Linked DNA regions of Mus musculus: region 2 is linked to region 1. A link is a contact called in public Hi-C data. All regions are on one chromosome and are shown on one strand. Each heading gives the region's core, a stretch centred on a gene start, on an enhancer-like site or on the middle of the called end of the contact. The rest is flanking DNA. Distances are from core to core; before and after follow the strand shown. Region 1 overlaps Gm11419 (a long non-coding RNA gene). Region 2 has its middle 3.4 kb from the start of Gm38913.

Region 1 (5,901 bases), core at 1,149-3,648:
ATTGGGGCTGGCTTACAGTTTCAGAAGTTCAGTTCATGACCATCATGGTGGGAAGCAGGACAGTGTGCAGGCAGACATGGTGCTGGAGGAGCAGAGAATTCTACATCTTGATTCAAAGATAGCTAGGAGAAGACCGTCTTCCCCACTGGAAGGAGCTTGAGCATAGGAGCCCTCAGAGCCCACCTACCCAGTGACATACTTCCTCTAACAGAGCCCGCCTACCCAATGACATACTTCCTCTAACAAGGACACATCTCCTCCAATAAGGCCACACCTCCTAATTGTGCCACTCCCCATGGGCCAAGCATATTCAAACCACCACAGCCATGTAAGAGTGAAAAGCAACAAACACAAGTCGTGATCTGCGACTGATGTGTATGTAAACACAACCCCCCTGACATGACAAGACTCTTTCAAAATCAGGCGATTAAAACATACAACCAACCAGAAGGAACACTATTGTGAGGCTTTCACAGACCCACTTGCTATAAAAATAGGACACGAGGCTTCTATAACATTTATAGCTGTTGTCCTTTATCTGGGACAGACTTCTGCTAGCTTCTAACTTCACCTGACTTCCCAGCCTGGGCCCCACCACATAGCTAGCTCTTTACCTTCCTGCTCTCCTGTGCTCCCTTCTCTTCCCTTCCACGTCTGTTTCAAATTCTCCTGCCTCTACTTGTATTTCTCTCTCTCTCTCTCTCTCTCTCTCTCTCTCTCTCTCTCTCTCTCTCCCTGCCTGGAAGCTCCACCCTCCATACTTTCTGCCCCAGCTATTGGCTGTCAGCTTTTTATTATAACCAATGAGTGCTCTCTGCCCTTCATGTTTTTGGCAGGTCCTGAAGGCAGCATTTACGAATAGAAAAGCCAGTGATGAGGCTTGGAAATCGTGATACCAAAATCCTGCCAGCACGTGGCTCTCTGCTGATACAGAATTAACAACTGAAAATACAGAGATATGCCTTAATAGCAGTGTGAAGAAAGACCACCCCAATAGGACACAGAAATGACTAATAAAACTATAAAGATGTATTCTGTCTTAGGAGACATGGAAAAGAAAATCCAAACTTTACTCACATAAGGACGGCAAAGTAGATATGACAGAAAATAATAAGCGTTGGCAAGAGTGCATGTACCTGGTGCTGCTGGGGGCATTGTAAATCGACACAACTGCTCTGGGAACCTATTTAGCAGTATCTACTAGAAGACTACTTTTCCATACAATACTGTGTACCAATCCTACTTCTAGGAACAGACTAGACAATATGCTGACATTTGGTCACTCGTGACTTGCATGAACATGTTCTTATATGGAACAAAAATATTTGTGGCAGCATTATTTATAACAGCTCCAAACTCGGAAGCAATGTAGACACAGATCAACAGTAACATGAGGAAGGAAACCATAGTACACTCTCAGAGCAGAATATTATATGGCAAGGGACAGGAACACTGAAAGGTTATATTCAACAATGCACACACTCAATTTGACAAAACTAGAAGCACCTGAGAAACATCTTAATTGAGGAACTATCTAAATCACAATGGCCACTGGGCATCCCTGTGGGGGGGGACTTATTTGATTGCTAAGTGATGTAGGAAGACTCAGCCTGTTGTGGGTGGCATTATTTCATGGGCTGAGACATGAACTGTGTAAGGATGAAGAAAGCTAGCAGCCTGTGAGTAACCTAGCAAGCAGACATGAAGGGCATACTTGGCTCTCTGTTTTTTTTTTTTTTTTTTTGGTTTTTTTTTTTTTTTTTTGGCCTGTGGATGTCATGCCTAAGTTCCTGCCTTAATTTCTCTGCAATTGTGAGCTGTAACTTGGAATCATTGGCCAATAAACTCTTCTTCTCTATTGTCTTTTGGTCAGGATTCTTTACCACTGCAGTAGAAAACGAAACTAAGACACCATTCAATGTTGGTGAAGATGAGATAAAATGATGGGGATATTAACTGGTACTTTATTTCTGAGAGATGTTAGTATATACACATGCATGTACGCATGCGCACGGGGGTGGGGGGAGGGAGGGAGGGAAGGAGGGAGAGAGAGAGAGAGAAGCTAGGAAACTCCACTTTTATGATTTATTTTTAGGGAAAGAATCAGATATTTTAAAGAGATGTGCAAAAGAAGAGTAATCAAGGTATTATGTGTAATAAAAAAGAAGCAAGACCAGCCAAATGTGAATTCTTCCTCCTTGAGATCTCTAGAAAGCTCTTCTGTAACTAATCTCTTCTACCATAAGGTGGCACCGGAGAGCACACAGAGCTGTCATGCCTATCCAGGCCACCAGGGGGCAGCAAGGCCCCACCAACTTCTGCTCCCAGACTCCACAGAGCCTTCCCTTGCCTCTTTCCTCCAGTTGTGGCTGTTGTCAGCCCAGACACCTGCCTGGCAGAAAAGGGAGACTTAAATGAAAGAGGATGGGAATTCACCCAAGTCCTCCGTACACAACAAGCACCGCTCTCCAGGTTTAATAAGCCGTATCTCATTACCTCTTAACCCCACATCATGGGCATGATTTCTCATCAAGTTAAACAAGCAGGCTCTGAGGAGGACACGCTTCCCATCGCTGAGCTCTAAGTAATAGAGACACGGTTTAAATCCAATCTTTCCGCTATAATGCTGCCCAGACCTGAAGCCCCAAATGCCCTGAGTGTAGTGTGCCAGGGTGTGAGTGGAAACAGTTTCTACTTCACCTGCTTTTTGCTTGTTAACTCTTCCTGACTAGACGAGGCAGAGACTGTAATGCGCTTTAAAGGTAGGGAAGCTGGGTGGGAAGCTAACAAACCTGCAAAGAGCCCACTGTTGGCAGAGCTGGAGCCACTGCTGGAATCAGGGTCTGGCTTCCAATCTTGGAATTCAACCTCTGAACAGATATAGGGAGCTTATTGGGGGTTTGTGAGATGGTAGGGGTTAGGACTGTAGAAGAAGTGTCAGACAGTACTTCTAGCCCCATGCCTACTCCCATGGTACCAAATAATGTCCTCCTTTTTCTCCTTGCCCCTTGGGACTCCCAGGGGTTTCAAAAACTCCAAAAAAATCCATCAGATACTCCCAAGGCTTCTAACACCCGTAACTCTCCACTTGTGTGACCAGGCAGCCCTTGCTGAGTATCTCCTAAATGCCAGACTTTAATTGCAGAAGCACATGCCCTCAAAGTGGAGGCGAGTGGCTTTGTAAAGCCAAATGAAAAGAAAGCCACAGAGGGCAGCCTTGGGTGACTAAGCACCATATGACTGGCACAGAATTTCTGCCCGGGTCAGCAAGGACTTCCTGAAGTTGGGGAAGGGGCTCTCTCTGTGCCTTGGAAGAAAGTATGGCTTGAAACGCGGAGAGAGATTGGGGTACAGCCTTGGCATGAGTGGGGTGCTTCTGTGAGAATAAGGAGGTGGCCAGGCTGGAAGGAGGGGGTCCTAGAGAGATGGTTTGAGTTGGGCCCCAGTGAATTGGAGCATATTATGAGATTCTCAGGCCCCACTAATTTTATAAGCAGGTGGCTCCTGGTGGCTCCAAGCCACTCGAGGGAGGGAAGAATCTGAGAGTCCATGGGAGCCATCTCTGGGAAAGATTGTTGCAAGCTGGTGTGAAGGAGAAGGATGAATGGCCCCTGTTGGGGTGGAGAGGTAGGCACCTGGGTTGCCAGCAGGTCTCCCTGTAAAGGAAGCTACACGGGTAGTCTGTGACAGCATCTTACTTTCTCTTAGGCCCTGGAAGGTCTGTGCAAGGACCACCTCCAAGATGGTCTGTAGGAGTGTCAGTTGAGGATGTTAAGGTCCCTGGACTCAGACCAAAAGAGATAGGAGTTACACTGCCTCAGGGCAAAAGCTTTCTGGGATCAATAACACTATATACGATCAATAACACTATATACGACCTTTGTATCATGGCCATAGCAGAACCTAGGTTGACTAAACATAAGAGATATTCAGCCTGAGGTCAGTGAGAACATGGAGGACTGGGAGAACCCAGTCTCTCTCTAACCCAGAGAGTGGAACATCATTCCCAGAACTGCAGCAGTGTGGAGAACTGAGTGGCAGTCTGACTTTCAGGTTTGGAAATGACAGGAAAGGATTCTTGGTGGCTGGGATGTTAAAGGTGATAAGAATCTTGGAGGTAGGGGACCTCGGAGGAATCCACCAGCGTGGCCAAGAACCTGATTCATCTGTCACCTGGAAAGGAGGGAGTTTGGGAGGGATGCCTGAGAAGGCTCAGGAGAGAGGTGGGAAGGAAGCACGTTTATCTACGTGCTTCCCTCCAGCTCTGTGGGTGTGGCTGGAGGTATGGACTACAGATCCAGTCCCCAAGTTTGCATGGCCAGGGTAGGCGCTAAAGGTTTTCCCCTGAAGACAAGCAGGATCCTGCCCTGTCTCAGGCAGCAGTGGCCTGATGGTGGCTGAGGCCAGGCATCCTTTAGAGGCAGCCCGAGCTGGTGGGGGTGTTAGAACCACGGCAGAAGGAAAGGGGGAAGGGAGAACAATGGAGTCCCATGGGAGAGACATGGAATTGGAACCAGGGGCAAAGCAGCACTGTATGTCATGAGAATTGAGGGAAAATTGTCAAGCATGTACACACACACACACACCCATTAAACACATGCATAGAGAAAACACACACACACACACACACAGAAAGAGAGAGAGAGAGAGAGAGAGAGAGAGAGAGAGAGAGAGAGAGAGAACAGAGAGAGGGTAGTTTTCTGTATTCTCAAGCTTTCAGGTTTCCAGAAGACAAGACTATCTGTGGACTCTAAGACAGGAGAGCTTATAATTGAAAGTTGTTGCGCGGTCTGGGGAGATGACTCAGTCAGTAAGTTGCTTGCCAGACAAGTATGGAGATCAGAACTTGATTCTAAGAGTCCACATAAAACCCTGCAGCCATTTAATCCCAGTCCTGAGGAAGCAGAGACAGGCGGATCCCTGGGTTTGCTGGGAAGCCAACCTAGCTAGCTCAGCATGGCTGTGATGAACACACAGAAACCGTCTCCAAAAAGCTCAGGAGCTGAGGCACTGGTCCGTGTGCTGGGATCACATAGAAGGGAAAAGGGACCATGGGCCAGTGAGACTCCTCAGTCACAGTGTGATGAGGGGAGACACTGGCATGGTATACACGTCAGGACAGGCTAGCTTCTGCTGCAGTAACAAGTGGTCCCCAGTCTCAGTGGCTGCTCTAACACTCATTTCTCTCCATTTCCACTGCAGAGGGAGGACTTAGTCTCCTGTACTCCCTTGGAGTCTTGGCATCTGAACCACCAGTTCCCATGTCAGGTCGCTTGTTCTGTTTCTACTGAGACATGGCAGTCACTCAGCTGGAGCTGATAGGCATGTGGGGGCACCTTGCAGGAGGACTCCAGCTTCTGGGAATGAGTATGTGAGGGGAGGGCTCCTTCCCCTCTCCCTCCTCCTTCACAGGTGAGAATGTGACTGGAGAAAGGAAGACAAGGTGAATTAGCACCCAGTGGAGACCAGCTGTGCCCTTTCTGCTGTTGGCTTGTGCTCCAGTCTGGCTAACTTCCTATCTCGGGCATTGAGAGCCATAGCTCTCAGGCTGGGTCTCTGCGGCTTCGTGCCAGCCTTGCATGTCCCTACAGATGTTCCATTCCTCCCCCATGCTGATATCTGGGCCTGACAGGCACAGTAACTGTGAGGAGCGGCTCTGCAGGCAGTGGGCAGAGAGGGCAGCTTCTTTCAGGGATGGGTGTGAGCTCCCAGCCTCCAACTCAAGGTCATTCCAGGTCAACCCTAGGCCCACCTCTGCTCTCCACACCACTGAATTTTTCCTCTGACCACTTAAACACTTTGTAGCTCCTGTCTTGGTATTGAACCTGGCCTCCAACTTCCCAATTCTGATTATAAGTCTAGCCTTTTTTTTTTTTTTTTTTTTTTTTTTTGGACCTATAG
Region 2 (5,901 bases), core at 1,081-3,580, 78 kb after region 1:
GATCCTAAGCACTTCCATAAAAGGCTGGCCAGAGCTGTGTGCACCGGCCATCCCAGCACTGTGTGGGCAGAGGCAGGAGGATCCCTGGGGCTTATTGAACAGCTAGTCTGATTGAATCACCAAGCTGCAAGTTCCAGGAGAAACCTTAACTGAAATAAAAATATGGTGAAGAAGAAATAGGGAAAAGGTACCTAAACTCAAGCCTTCACAAATATATGTGCACATGAACACACAGACCATATTAGACACTTTTCAGGGGGGAACCCACTGAACCTTTTTGGCAATACTGCCCATTGGGTCTAGAAGTAGAAGATGAGTTACAGATTCACCCATTCCCATACCCCATGGCTGATGAGCACAGGGCATCTACCCAGTAGACACAAGTGAGCATGCTGCCTGGTCTCAGAGCAACAAATGCTCTAGGGCAAGAGCAGGTCACAGTCCTTAGCCTGTTGATCCAACATCCCCTAAAGGTATCATGTGCCCTCTGGTTGGGGCCCCTGTGCCCTTTATGATAACCAAGTGTTGCAGTTTCTTATTGTGGTTCTCTGTAGGACCACAGGATGACTGGGGAAGTCCCTTTCAGATATAAAGGAAAAGGGGGAGGCCTGCAACACATAGCACCAAAACACTGTTGTGGAATATGAAATCTGAGCAGTGTTGGGTGACATGTGATGCCAAAGATCCTTCTCTGGAATTTCAAATCCAGAAGGAGTTGATGGTGATGGCCAAGAGAAGCAGACTGTAGAGGGATGTATGGAAGACAGGCAAAGCTAGACAGAAAGCTACTCCAGAAGTTGAAGATGCAGCTCATCTCTGTGCTGTATGGTGAAGAACTTACCACTCATAACTGATCATCCACTGGAGGGAGCCAGTCTTCAGTAGAAGCCACATTTGAGCTTGTCTATGTTGCAACTGACACCTTGCTATGTGTGTGTGCACATATGCACACACGTGCATGGCATGGTGGTGGGGGTGCCTTATTGTTTCCATGTATTTTATACTGTATTGTTCCATGGAGCTGGGGGTGAGCACCAGGCAACTCTAGATCCTGCATTATTCAGTCTACTCCTCTTGCCCACATTTTGGGATCCCTGCCACCATTCACTCTGGGAAGACTCTGACAACTTAAAACAGGCTTGAAAAACCACAGCACTCTATAATGCCCCCCTTCCCAGTGCTTCAGATTTGATATCTTTTGATATCCAAACCTGAGAACTTTCTCCTGGTGAGACCCTATAATCCTTCATTCAGCCAATGTCCTTATTTAACAAGGCTTAGAGACTGGAAGGCTGATGGGGTCAGTGCTAGAAGGGCCTGGATCTGCTCACCTCTCTGAGGACCACAGTGTCCTTCTCTCCTCTCCTTTCCATGGAAGACATTACAAGGGAGAAGAATTAAAGCCAGCAGGAAGATCCAAGGCAGACCACTTCCTGTTCTTGAACTGAGCCTGGCAACTCCTTGCTCTTCCTCACCCTAGGAGCCTCAGCACTGAGTGGGTGGAGGAGTCTGGGCAGCCACAGCCCCAGCTTCCTTCTTTCACTCCCTGGAAATTTCCCCAAGGCCCGGTGCCTACTCTGCAGATTGGAGATCTCATTTCATCATTCCTAGACCATGACCTGCCAAGGGGTTCCTTTCATCTCCTGGACTTCCACGTAACGTCCAGGAACAGGATACAAGTCTTTAAAACCCAGGTAAAGCACTCAGAGTAGAGAGGCCAAGAGAAAACTGGACTCCTCCAGTGTGAAGCTATCTGGTGTTTCTGCACATGATGCTCACCGCATAGGAGGAACCCTTTGCCCCTGCAGCAATATTAAGCACCCCTGGGACAATCAGACCACTTACAAATTGTGTGTGTGTGAGAGAGAGAGAGAGAGAAAGAGAGAGAGAGAGAGAGAGAGAGAGAGAGAGAGAGAGAGAGAGAGAGAGAGAGAGAGAGAGAGGTGGGGATCCTCAGATGTCATTCCTCAATTTCTGTCCACACTGATTTTTGACACAAGGTCCACCTTGTGTGTTATGTATGTGTGGATGCCAGCGAACAAGCTCAGACATCATTCCTTAGGTTCTGTCCTCCTGGCCTTTTGGCAGTCTCTCTCACTGGTGTGTAACTCACCAAGTAGGTTAAGTAGCTGGCAGAAGCCATAGTCATCCGACAGTCTCTGCCTTCCCAGCTCTACGACTGCAAGCATGTGCCAACACTGAACTTTTTCATGTGGATTCCTGGATCCAACTCAGATCATCATGCTTCAAAGGCAAGCACTCCACTGACTAAACCATCATGCTAGCCCAGAGCCCTGCCTTTTATAAATGAGAACTATATTTCAAGGAGGACCAGGAGTGAACTCACTGTCTGTGACATGAGTCAGAACTGCAAGTTGGGATACCAGAGTCAGAGCCTGGCTGTTTCCTTGATATCAGCTCTGAGCACAGATGTACTCTGTATTCTATGGCTCTTGGCTAACCTAGAATTGCTTTTGTGAGGTTTTTCCCATGTGTTTGTCTGTTTGTTTGTTTGTTTTACATCCTGATTGCAGCCCCCATTCTCCTCCCAGTCCCCACTTCACATGGCCCCTCCCCCAACCCTTCCCTTTCACCTCTGAGAAAGGAGAGATCTCTCCCTGGTTATCAACCTACTAGGGTACCTCAAGTCATTGTAGGACTAGGCATATCCTCTCCCAATGAGACCAGACAAAACAGACAAGTTAGGGGAACAGGATCCAGAGGCAGGCTAAGCCCCCACTCCAGTTGTCAAGGGACCCAACATCTGGATGATGAAGCATACTATGGATATGTAGCAGATGAAGACTGAGCAGCACAGTTGCTACACATGTGTGGGGTGTCTAAGTCCAGCCCTTGCATATTGTTTGATTGGTGGTTCAGTCTCTGGGAGCCCCCAAAGGGTTAATTAGGTTAATTAGGTGGCAGTTATATTTTCTTTTATAGTCACATGAAACTAACATGTAAAGCTGAGAGTGGGGGTAATGATGGCCAACCATCTTAGTGCATGGCTTTTTGACATGGTCAGTCAACATGCAGGCTCACAAGTGGCAAGGTTGCTCTGACATGGTGGTTTTAATGCCCAGTATCAGCTTCCTGGAAGCCAAGATTATGGTTGCTGGTCTGTAGCTACTCCTTCCTTCTCCTGCTCACCCAACCTTCTCCCACCACTGGGGGAAGTGCCTCCCCAATACATTGCAATACATCCCAGAACATTCTCACACCCCCACTCCGCCTTGTTATCTCCATCTAATCTATCCTTAACTTGGAGAATGACACATTATCTGTGAAGAGAGAGAGGCAGCAACGGCCATATCATATTGGTCATGTTTTCCTTTCCAGTGGACAGGATGGAGTGAGATGAGAGGGGATCTAGGTAGGGCAGACAAGGGAAGGGCAGACAGGAGACAGAAGTCCTAACTGGCAGTCTTTGGATGTTACTCTATGTGAAAAAAAAATCAGAAACTTCAAGATGCCAATCATGGTACTATATTTGGGAGGATCTTAAGGTGCCAAAATGTGCAACCTGGATTCATTCCAAAGGTCAAAAAGAATCTATCACTAAGGGTACTTGAGGTAGCCAGGAAGAGAGGAGGCATAATTAGTGGTGTGCTTCTGGTCTCTATCGTAACCTAGGAAGGAAAAGTAGAGAACCAGCAACTCACAGTAATAACAAGCTATGCTGTGACTTGTGCAAGATATATAGTCCTAAGGACAGACCCGAGGAACTGGAATCAACTCCCTAAATATCACACAGTGCTAATTACTCTCTTACTACCTTACTAAGCCCCAGTGCAGAGGTACATAGTATAAGACCCCCGAAGCTGGGCCTCTGCTCAAGTCCTGGGATGAGCTGGCCAGCACCCCAATGACCCGAAAGAAAACCACACCTGATGCAAACTGCAAGAGGTTTTATTATCAGATAGCTGAGGATGAACTCCTCATGCCTCGCAGGGCAGGGGAGTTCAACCCCGAGTGGTAACAGTAGAGGGCTTTTAACAGCTAGCTGAGGAATTGGGAGGAGTTGGGAGGAGAGTTGGGAGGAGTTGGGAGGAGTTGGAAGGGGTTGGGAGGAGTTGGGAGGAGAGTTGGCCACAGCTCCTTTCTGGCGAGGGGGGCAGGGGGGGTGAGCTGTAGCCTCCTCTCTGGTGTCTCTCTCTATGTCCTTGTAGGGCTTCCTACAATTATCACATCTCTGGCAGTAAGGCACAGAAACAAAAAAGGCTTTTTTGCTGGCTATAGAGAACAAAGAGCTTTTTTCTGGCTGTATTTTTAGAGATCAGGGGAAACAAGCTTGGGAACATCCAGAGGCTTTACCTTCCTGGGAGAAACGCTCTAAGTTGGGGTCTCGCAATAGCATGTACTCAGAGATAGGGGTGCTTCTTCCTGGAAGTCCCCCCAGATGTCCTGTGCAGTATGCAAACTTGGCCAACTTTCCTTTTCCAAATTGGGACTCGCTGAGGGAACCAGCCTTCTCCCTGCAGTGGAGCCCAACTGAGCCTGCAAGTCTGAGCAAGACGGGGTGCCTTCTGCAGAAAGCAAAGTCTGGAGCATGAAGCACCAGCAGCATGCTGACCAGGGAGCTGGGATGAACTGATGCTGGTGCCACAAGTGGCACGGAACCCCTGTAGAAAAAGATACATCAAGTTTGTCCTCTTGGCCTCATTTTTCCACTCTATCCAGTGGGGATGGGCCTGCAACCCAGGCAAGAGATGGAGGAATGTGGTGCACAAGTTCACAGATTCCTACCGCTCTAGGAGTCATGTTTCTCAGCAGTATGATTCCATGTACACAGTGTCATGTGTACACAGAGTAGGGAAGAGTTAGTAGAAAAACTAGTTCAAATGTATATTCTAGTGTCCTCATTGCAGGACTAATAGTCTTGCCATAGCATAGGCACTGCCTAAGATAGCTACTCAAAGTCCTAGGGACAGTATCAACTAAGCAGGCTCATTCATCTTCCCGCCAGATCCTGTAGCTCTGGGTGTCTCTTTTGCCACCAAGATTTCACCGTCAAGCACCAGTCAGGACTAATGGCCCAGCCCAATCTCAGATCACACAAGACTATGGCAAAAGGATGGCAGAGATGTCTCCACATAGTCTGTCAGTAGGCAAAGCCTGTGATAGTGAGCAAGCTTTAAAAGATGGCGGGGAATAATGACAGGCAGAATGGTAACATGGCCACCATGCACCCAGCTTCAGACAGATATTTCTTACACATCTTCTGTGATGCTCTGCCTCTTGACACCATAGAGGTGTTTACCCATCAGTCCTCATGGAAGCATTACACACCACCCACTGTTGAAACCTTGATGTCTCTTCAGTCTGTGACTCTACACTGAACTGTCAGGGAAATCTGTGCCCATCTTGCTCACATTTGTACTAGATTGCTGGGTTCTAGTTGAGATACTGACCAAAATCACCCAGACTGCTCTTGAAAACAGGTATCCGGGTGCTGTCAAGCTGTTTCCTTCCAATTACAAACATTGCCTCCAAGAGGGAGCCAGGAAGATCATGAGACTTAAGAAGTAAATAAACATGCCGGGGAGAGTGGAAACTTGCAAGACTCTAAAGGGCCCCTCATCAGTGTTGAGCAAGAATTAACTGGGGACTCTGCCCAGCCCAGCTCTGAAGAGATGTCTCACGTGTCAATCTCCTGAAAGTTGGGCAGAGAGCTTTTCTGAGTCTATGGGGGAAGGTTTTGTGGTGGCATGGCTGCTTTTGAGGGGTGCTTGCTCATGTAAATAACCCATCACCCAGACTTCTGTTATTAGCTCTAGTAAAACTCGTTGGTTTTATAAGTTAGATTTAAGAGCAGTTGACACACTAGTCTGTTTTGCGTTCCCTTTCTGGGGTTGAGTAGACATGTATGTTGTGTTTTCACAGGACAGTCTCTCAGACAAC

The links. Hi-C and Micro-C count contacts between places; a contact is called where the count stands out from the background.
Region 2: a contact with region 1 is called in a Hi-C map of bone marrow-derived macrophages, with 2.6 times the contacts expected there. The contact joins two enhancer-like sites. A contact is called at or near these places in 1 of 15 datasets of contacts at CTCF or cohesin (the NIH/3T3 cell line), 8 of 484 Hi-C or Micro-C datasets (bone marrow-derived dendritic cells, bone marrow-derived macrophages, cerebral cortex and 3 more), 3 of 115 datasets of contacts at active chromatin or transcription factors (the NIH/3T3 cell line, bone marrow-derived macrophages and embryonic fibroblasts) and 2 of 9 other capture datasets (adipose tissue and liver).

What each region holds. Positions count from the first base shown.
Region 1 is chr11:81,994,068-81,999,968 of GRCm38.p6, forward strand. Gm11419 (a long non-coding RNA gene) reads left to right here. Exons shown (of 6, transcript XR_003949730.1): 6 at 837-1,713. Among named protein-coding and RNA genes, the nearest start is that of Gm31522, 9.9 kb to the left of the region's middle. Within about 2 kb of position 2,399, at least 21 of the 459 cell types and tissues checked have an H3K27ac peak or open chromatin away from gene starts, as enhancers often do. A contact at or near this core is called in bone marrow-derived macrophages, where this site is marked.
Region 2 is chr11:82,071,676-82,077,576 of GRCm38.p6, forward strand. No RefSeq gene overlaps it. Among named protein-coding and RNA genes, the nearest start is that of Gm38913, 3.4 kb to the left of the region's middle. Within about 2 kb of position 2,331, at least 5 of the 459 cell types and tissues checked have an H3K27ac peak or open chromatin away from gene starts, as enhancers often do. A contact at or near this core is called in bone marrow-derived macrophages, where this site is marked.